3 separate regions of the Mus musculus genome follow, and regions 1 and 3 are each linked to region 2. The links are chromatin contacts, called in public promoter capture Hi-C maps. All regions are on one chromosome and are shown on one strand. The core of a region is the stretch at or near the end of the contact, and the rest is flanking DNA. Distances in the headings are between cores, read along the strand shown.

Region 1 (3,057 bases), core at 450-2,949, 2.6 Mb after region 2:
TTGTTTTAATTTCTCTGTTTTCCGTTTCTGCATCACAGAAGCTTGTTCTGTGATGTTCTGTTGAATAGTTCTTTCAGTTTTACTCATGTTTAATTCTTCCTTATGCAAAGTTTTTGTTTTCTGTCCAGTAAGAATAATTTTAGTTGGTAGCTGCGACTCCAATTCTTGTCCTTGCACATCTCCAACTCTCTGAGCATGAGCACCATCTATATTTACAGGAGTGTAATCGTCCGGATTTTTTTTTGCAGTCTGATGCAATATAGTGTGGACAACTTTCTGAACTAGGATCTCACTCCCAAATTCACCTGGAAAGTGCTTGGTAACAAGTTTCATTGCAACATCATAAACATTACTATTCAAAGATGGATCGCTTTCATACTGAAACCAATATACTGTTTCTCTGACTACTCTTCCTCCCCACTCCAAAGTGATAGGAAAAGCTTCTGGAAGATTGTCATACTCTTTACCTTCCCAAAAATGTTTGAATCCACAACCACATTTGCCACCAGTAGACCTAGAATTAGTTCTGTCTCCATCCAAATACACAATAGAGCCATCTCCTCTGACTCTTCGCACAGATGAGCCATGGCACCAATTACAAGCTGTTAGATTACTCAATCCATAGTCTGGTAGCAGAACATCTTTTACTGGATCATATGAACAAACCAAATTGTTTAAGGGAAAGCTGTAATTTTTGTCAGGCCTCAACTGCCCATGAGTACTTTTTGCCAAGTTATACAGTTTCCCTCCTGGAGCCAACCACTCAGAAGGGACATGAAGTTCAGAAAGGGCACCACAAAGCAAACACTTGTGAAGGCGATTGTCCATTACTGCCTTTTTAGCAGCTGCTGTAACTTCCTCAGGCTGAACTCCTATCACCCCAGTCCTTCTGTAGAAATACTGATGTACATCAGCAACCAAACTAGGATGGATACCATGTTTGTCCATAAAGACTTCTTCCATAGCAGCAACCAGCCTAAGTAAGTACTTATCCTGCAAACTTCTGTCTCCTCCAATAACACAGCCACCATCCTCCTCAAGCTTGATGTACTTTTTAATAAGGTCCTGAGGCACACCCCATGCTTTAGGTAACAAATTCATGGGTAGTTTGGGCAGGGCAGCCCCCTTTATGCCTACCAAGGGAATATAATGGTTTCTACCAGAGCTACTCCACGCAATACAGATTGGCTTGTTCAAATGACCATCTCTCCCAGTGCATTTCTCTGCAGGTATGAGGCCAGGTAGAAAGGTGGCTGAATAATCACCAGAGCTTCTCATGCCGCTGAGGGAATCTAAAAGAATTATGGGACGATGTAACACATTGGCAAGGCCGAATATGTGGATATTCCTCAGGCCTAAGGGGACACCTTCAGGTGGCACAAACAGAGGGTCACATTCATTGATAATGTCCTCCCACTCGGCAGCATCAATAAAGTCATGAAACAGGGCTTGATATCGGGCTAGGTGCTGCTGAAAGTGCTGCTTAAGATTCTCCCTCAGAGCATGCCAGAAGAGCTCTCGGCCTACTAGAGCCCTAGACACAGCATGCACTAGGCAGTGTCCATCCCCATCCACATGCACTGGGATGAGGCATTCTTGACTTTTATTAGCCCGTTTGATATCCTCGAGCGTGTCGTGCAAATACAGGAGGCTTCCGGAGCGGTCCTTGCCATAGCCCACTGTGTTGACGTGCTCTGGTTCGATGAGGAAGGCCCGGTCACCAAGTAACGCGCAATCGAACAGTTCGCCTTGGTTCATGTCCCGGAGAAGCTTGGCCCGGCCCGTTTGTTTGTCCATTCCATAGCGTGCCAATATTGGCGACAATAATTTGCAGTGGTAGTTGGAGAGGCCCATCACCTTTACCAGTTCCGTGTTCTTCTTGGGAGCCCCCGTCACTCCGAGTAGCGCGTTCCGCAGCAGATTGTGCAGCACTACGTCCGGGTCGGTCACCTCCTCCACTCCCAGCAGCTGTTGCTGCTCGTGCCGCTGTCCGCACTCGGTACACTCGATGCTGACAGAACCCGAGGCCGGGAAGAAGAGGCGCGCCTGGCACTTGGGATCCGGGCAACTCCCGGAAAGGATTCTTCGGTCCCTTCGTTTCGAAAGGCCCCCCGGAGAAGCCGCCGCCGCCAGAGACGACGAAGTCTGCGGAGCCTCAGGGGGAGGCGGCGGCGGCGGCAGCGGAGGAGGCGGCGGCGGCTGAGACATCGCTCTCGGCTCTCGCTCGGCGTCCCAAGCGACCCTCAAAGGCACATAGCCAGACCTCCGCCGGCCCGACGAGGTCTAGTCCAGGCCCAGGGCGAATGGCTTTCCTTTTCCTACCAGTTCCTCCTCCTCCTAGGCGAAGGCGGAAGCGCCGGACGTTGTTTCTCTTCTCACTTCTCCACTGCCTTAGCCGTTGCCCCGAACGTAACGGCCACCACCCCACCCCGCACTCACACTCACTCACTCTCGCTCTCTCCCTCAGACACAGACATACACGCCCTCACTGAGACTGCGCAGGCGTAGCTTCTGCTCTGCCCTCTGGGAACCAGAGTCTTCCGGCTCCTCTCTCGCGAAGGAGTGCTAGGCGCTTCCGTCCAGAAAGAACTTCAAATACCGTGATGCAAAGCGACTCGACGCACGCGGGGAGGAGGAAGAGGAAGGCACTCGGAAGGTGGGGGCAGAAAGGAAGTCGATGATTCGCGGAGCTTGTCGGTAGTTGTATTTTTAACTGGATCTCTTTTGTAGTTTGTCCCCCATTCTATGGCCCACGAGAAAGAGTCAGAGAAATCACATTCCTAGGCTGCTGTGGGTAGTGTCCCCCTGCACTTTCCCCTTGCGCAGAAAGGAGTGTGCTTGGGGAAAACAAAAGTGCAAAGGATTGGTGTGGAAGAGGGTCTAAAGTCCACCACCACTGCTAGGAAGTCCGGGTTAAAGGTCCTAAGAACATGGAAGGAGTTTTCTATGAGGCTACTTTTTTTTTTAAGTATATTAATTTTTCAAATACGATGTCATTTTTTTAAAATTACCACTTAGCTAGCAAGTGCCGTAACTGAGCTTCTATCTTATTCGTAG
Region 2 (2,883 bases), core at 77-2,576:
CTTCAACCAGGATTATCTTTTCTTAACCTGGGAAGTGGAACCGGATATTTAAGTACAATGGTGGGCTTAATTTTAGGTAATTTTATTTTTGTAAATTTCTCTTTATAAAGTGAGCTTAGTTTGCATGGCTCTTCTTGACCTACAGCATATTTGTAACTATGTCTAGTGTGTCTGAATGTGTTTGTTTAAAGCAGTATAGTGTTTGTTTAGGTGTGGGAACACACGGTTGTAGTAATTTCCTCTTTCCTAGCCATGATCCTGATGGTTGGTCAACTCTTGCACTGTTCTGTCTAGTTACAGTATATACAGCAGTATATACTGTATACTTAAAATCTCAGTACTTAAAATCAAACAACTCGGGCTGGGTCTGTAGTTCAGCTAGTGCACTTACCTAGCATGTATAAATCCCTGGGTTTGACCTAACACGTCACATACCATCACAGTGGCAGGAGACTTAGAAACCAAAGTCATCCTTAATAACATACTAACTACAGAGTGAGTTTGAGGCCAGTCTAGGATACATGACAGCCCCCCACCTCCAATACACATATACTGTCCTACCCCCCCCCCCAAAAAAAAACTGGCAGACAAGAAGCTTAGAAGTATGTAAAGTGTTCTTTCTACTGATACATGATTTTTGATTGTTTCTTATCAATGTCCCATTTTAAGTGGTAAGGGAATTGTGCCAGTCAGACAGCAAGGGACTGGGGAAAAGCATATTGCAACATATTTTGAGTCTGTTGTACTGGGCATTGCTTCTGGTGTAAAACAGAGGAGGGATCAAAAGGGACCAAGATTTTTTGCCTTTGAAGAGCTTAGGGGGTTCTCAAAATGAGTGCTAGTATTGCATATGACACATAATCATATCTCCTCATGTCCAAATGAAAACAACCAGGCCATAATAACAAACTTGTAGCTTCCAGTGGCCATGGATTACTGGGCTCCTGAAAGGAAAGCTGGGGCTGTATGGGATGGATGGCGAGAGAAATGAAGAGCCAAGACAAAGTTTTCTGATCAAAGCCCAGTGTTTACTTTTGAATCTGAGCTTATAAAATGGGGGAACCCATCTCCCACTGTGCCAGGATCTCATCAGGAGCGGAAGCAGCAGATGTGGCCTGACAATAGACCTTACCTAAGTTGGAAGACTCCACCCTAGGTGGGCTAGCCAGCTGTGAAAAACACAGGGTCTGAATCAGCCTGCCCAAGGCTGGGGGGAAGGGCATAACTCCTCCCTTTTTATTTATTAAAAATTAGCTAGACCGGAGCATAAGATTTACTTATGCTCCGTGGTCCTGCCTGGGAATTATGGTGGCTCACAGCCACGTCTGTTTTAGGACTGAATCTATTGGACTCTCTCTTATCCTTCCTGGAGGTCACTTGCAGCTTGTTTGTGTTTATTTGCACAAACACAACCTTTTAGTGTTTATTACGAACAAACACGGCCTCTTGGCACATGCTTCCTTCTGTCTTAGGATGAAAAGAGCCATAGACTAGTGGCCTGTCCTGGACTACCGGCCCTTATAGCACACCTTTTTCCTATTCAGACCAAAGCCACAATATGCACTCAATGCATCTCTCCATAGCAATGAATAATTGCCATCTGATCTTTGCTGAAGATGGACCTGTATAGAGGTAACTAACCTGTTTAAAATACAAAGTCAAAAGTTAAAAGCAACAGAATTAAAGTTGCCTGGAGGATGTCCCAATTTTAGTTGTAAATTAGCAACATCAGACCATGGTCTGGCCTCCTGGTGTGGGGGAGGTGGCTTTGAGAACCAACAGAAAGAACTGTTACTTCTTAGGAAATAGTGGTAAAAAGCCAGGTAAGCTGGCTGATAGAGATTTTTAGCTATCTTCATAATTGAAATCTCCAATATTGGATTTATTTCTAGACCAGTCTATGATTGAGTCGGAATAACTGGTCACATTAAAGGAAAAAGAAGAGTCAGTTTTCACAGTCTCTATGTGCTCTGTCCCAAAAGGTCTAAAAGCTTGAAGCAAGGCAGCTAAGCTTGTCTAATCTGGGACACAGGCAAGCAAAAGTGGTTCAAGAAATACACCCAGTACATCTTTCCTGTCACCATTGTCAGGGTACTCAGCAAGCTCAGACCATTATCCCTTTGTGTCAGAATGTTACACTAATCACTCTGGCAACTAGCATGCATTCTGTGGAAAAAACACAAACCTGCCCTCTTCCCCATATTAAAAACCTGATCAGGATCATGCCATATGCTAGTAAGTATTTACTTTCATCTCATCTGTGCATGAGTATGCCTAGTTGTAGGATGCTATAGACACTCAGCAAAGAGTTCCTTGGCATCCAAATTTTAAAATTTATTTTTAAAAAGGTGTGATTTAAATAATGTACACGGGGATATAATTCCCCCCTTTTTTGTTTTTTAAGAAGATATTGTTTTAAAGTTTGACAATACTTTGTCTTTGAGAATTATAAAAAATCCCAGTAACATGGGAAGCATTAAATTGTTGACAAAATAACTCAAATGCTTGGCTGTAATAGCCAGTTCCATTATCTGTTCTAATCTTATTTGGAACACCAAGCATAAAAAAAAGAAAAAAATTAATGTAGGCAATGACTAATTACAGTTTTAGTTGCTTCTCCTGTTAAGGCCAATTGTAACTAGAAAGTCTGAAAAGGTGTCAGTAGTCAAATGTGCATATTTTATTTTTTAAAACCCAGAAATATGAGTATCCACTTGGAATAATTGATTAAATATAAGTCCTGAAGAATTAACACCATTATGTGGAACAGGTAGAAACTGAGGACACTGAGAACAAGTCTTTACAATTTGACATGCACATTCTCTAAAAATACCAAATTATCTCAAGCTACTACTATTTTGATGATGTAAAAAATGAGATTAT
Region 3 (2,887 bases), core at 136-2,635, 2.7 Mb after region 2:
TTATCCTGGAAACACTAAAATGGTTTCCATCTGTTTTTTTTTTTTTCCCTAACGTCAAAATGTGGTGATAGTTAGGTATTTATCTTTTAATCGAGAATGATGTCATTCCCTTAGTGTTTATTGACATAAAATTTCCTTTTGTCCAAGAGCATTTCTTCAGTATTATGAATATGGCTTTAATTAGCAGATACACTGATCACTTGTTTTTTTGTCACAGAGAAGATGTGTGCTTTATTGTGTGTATTGCTTTGTAAGCAGATCATAGTGGAACATATAAATGACTGCTGCAATATGTTGGGCTCTATGAACTGTATTTTCTTGTCCATTTCCCAAAGCCATGGAGAATCGCTGTTAAGAAAGTCCTGTGAGAATAATAGGTTTCACAGTATAAAAGAATTTGGGTTCACAACCTATTTTAAGGACAAGGCCATATTGCAGCATGGATAGTACAAATAACTTTTCTTACATTTATTCATGAGGCTAAATCTTCTGAGTATCGTTCTAAAATATAAAGAGTTCTTTGAATTTACGGAACTCACTCATTCATCTCAGTTCCTCTATTTGTTCATAGATTTGTGGCAAATTTTCTGGAACCATATGATTCAAAGGGTAGATTAATGTAAAATATGAAGCATGCCATGCAGACAGAAATCCTTTAAACAGTTGTGTGGGTCTACTTTCACGTGGTATCAGATAAAACCTAAACTACAGTGGTGGTGTGGCTCTCTAGTTCAAAATTTTAACTCTACTCCACAACCATTGAATCGTGTAATTCTTAGTTCCCCATTCACAGAACGGGTTTTTAAAAACGCAGCTTCTGTAGTTAAATGGACAAGCACCAGCAGTAGAGTGTGTTGGGTAGTTTAAAAATAACAAACAAAAATAATCCATAGATCTAAAATGATCAAGAGAAACGCATATTATCTGTACATAGCATCTATCTGCCAATTTGTGAGAGCCCTCGCTCATCCATAAACACTGGTCAAAAAAAAAAAAAAAAATCAATCTGCTGACGTGGGAAAAAGTGTAGAAAACTGCCCAGAAAAAGCTAAAGGAAGCACAGTGGGCTCTCCAGATCGTCCGAATACTTATTTGGCTTCTGCAGCGTCCAGCTTGCAGGAAGCCGCAGCCCCCAGCCCTCTGCCACCGCCCGGGTCCGCTCTGCCGCCCGGGCTCCCGAGTGGGCCAAGGTCACCCTCGCCGCGGACCTCGCGCATCCCGTCAGCTGAGCGCAGGAGTCCGGCGGCGTCTCCTCCTGAACTTTGCACCCCGCGTGACGGGCGAGCGCGGGTAGCCGAGCGGTCCCGCCATCCGCGCGGGTCCCGGCCGACCCCGCCGTCCCCTCGCGCCGCCCGCCCGCCCGCCCGCCGCCCGGCGCTTCGCGGGAGGAGCCGCCGTGACGCGTCAGGGAGGAAACGCCGGCGCCCGGCCGCGCCGCCGGGAAGAAGAAACTGCCAGCGCTCTGGGCTCCGCGCCCGGGCGCCCGGACGCCGCACAGCCGGGTAGGTGCGGGGCGGGTGCGCCGGTCTGCGTGCCGGGGTCCCGGCCGGGCTCTCTCGGGCGCCGGGGTCCCGCCGCGGCCCGGCGCGGTCTTTGTGTGCTCCGGGAGAGCTCAGCGCCGTGGCGTGGGGCTCCCTCGCGCGGGGGAGCGCGGGCGGCTCGCCCGGCCCCCCGAGCGGGGCAGCGGGTGGCGAGGACCCGGGAGCCCACCTGACGCGGGATGGGGTTCTGCGCGGACCCGCCGGGGCGACGGTGTGAAGTGGTCGGCAGGGCTAGATCGCGTCGCCACTCTTTTTCAAGTTCTCAGACTCGAACCCTTCGGTCTGTTTTCGCTCGGTCGATTCTCACGGTTCAAGCACCGACGAATGCCGCCTTAAAGCGCGCTGAGGTTTTCGGTTCTAGGGCGCGCTTAGGGATGGTTCTTTGGACCGGTAGAAAAGAGAAGGGATTCGCCTCTTGAAACAAAGGTCTTTGACTTAATGTTGCACCGAATGCCTGGTTGAACTGCAGTTCTGCAGGCAGAGACTATGCTGGATGCACTTAGGATTCGAGAATAAACACAGAAGAAGAAAGAGAGAGAGAGAGAGGGGGAGAGAGAGAGAGAGAGAGAGAGAGAAAGAGAGAGGAAAACAAAACAACAAAACCCCAAAAACGCCTCTTGGGTAGAGTCTTGCCCTTCTCACTAGATTGTTTACCTAACAGGCCTGGAAAGTGCCTGCTTTATTTAGCAAACACAGCTCATACTATGAACTGCTCTGTTTCCTAAGTGCTTTATAAATATTACCTCAAATTCTTAACTCAAAATGATAAGTTATTTGTGGTTGTAGCCACGAAGAGGCCATGCATACTCTAGTTCCCCAATGTTATAGAAAGAGCTGGAAACATTAGAGGAAGTTTCAGACATATTTTAGGAATGGGTGTGCCTTCTGCCCCCTTAGGCTACCACTCCCTTAAGGCAAGTTCTTACCCTTCATTCCCCGTAGGATTCAGGCGTGGAGAGATGGGACCTGTTGCTGGCAGGTCTCAGGCCAGATCCCATGTAACTTCAGAAAGGTGGACTCTCTGATTCCAAGTCTGACAACTCAGACATCAGAAGTTCCCTTTCTTTACACTGCCACTGGACTGAACCTAGTTTTGTTTTTATAGGGAGCTTTGTTTTCAATATGTTTGACAATTTATATGACGTGGCTCAGATGGGAGCATCAGATTAAACTTGAACTGTGAAACAGAACCCTTTTTGTTTGTAGACATTACCATTAACAGTTTGGTAATTTTTTTTTTTGCGGTTGGTTGTTGCTGGCACTGAATTGGTTGATGAATCCTGTAAGGTGTCCATTTTGTGTCTTGCGGCTTATATATAGAGAGAGGATTTTCCCCCAAAATAAAA

What was found. Promoter capture Hi-C pulls out the DNA fragments that hold promoters and counts their contacts.
Region 1: a contact with region 2 is called in a promoter capture Hi-C map of liver, with 5 times the contacts expected there. The contact joins the promoter of 1700034P13Rik here to the enhancer-like site in region 2. A contact is called at or near these places in 5 of 39 promoter capture datasets (the C10 cell line, cranial neural crest, liver and 1 more), 1 of 115 datasets of contacts at active chromatin or transcription factors (embryonic forebrain) and 1 of 9 other capture datasets (adipose tissue).
Region 3: a promoter capture Hi-C map of liver shows a contact between it and region 2, with 7 times the contacts expected there. The contact joins the promoter of Sgk3 here to the enhancer-like site in region 2. A contact is called at or near these places in 4 of 39 promoter capture datasets (the 3T3-L1 cell line, hippocampal neurons and liver) and 2 of 115 datasets of contacts at active chromatin or transcription factors (large pre-B cells and pro-B cells).

What each region holds. Positions count from the first base shown.
Region 1 is chr1:9,745,949-9,749,005 of GRCm38.p6, forward strand. 1700034P13Rik (RIKEN cDNA 1700034P13 gene) reads left to right here and starts at 1,700. Exons shown (of 4, transcript NR_040462.1): 1 at 1,700-2,656. It overlaps Vcpip1 (valosin containing protein (p97)/p47 complex interacting protein 1), which reads right to left and starts at 2,434. Exons shown (of 3, transcript NM_173443.3): 1 at 1-2,434. The coding sequence starts at 2,208.
Region 2 is chr1:7,120,540-7,123,422 of GRCm38.p6, forward strand. Pcmtd1 (protein-L-isoaspartate (D-aspartate) O-methyltransferase domain containing 1) reads left to right here. Exons shown (of 6, transcript NM_183028.3): 2 at 1-76. Among named protein-coding and RNA genes, the nearest start is that of Pcmtd1, 33 kb to the left of the region's middle. Within about 2 kb of position 1,327, at least 7 of the 459 cell types and tissues checked have an H3K27ac peak or open chromatin away from gene starts, as enhancers often do. A contact at or near this core is called in liver, where this site is marked.
Region 3 is chr1:9,796,745-9,799,631 of GRCm38.p6, forward strand. Sgk3 (serum/glucocorticoid regulated kinase 3) reads left to right here and starts at 1,386. Exons shown (of 18, transcript NM_133220.2): 1 at 1,386-1,502.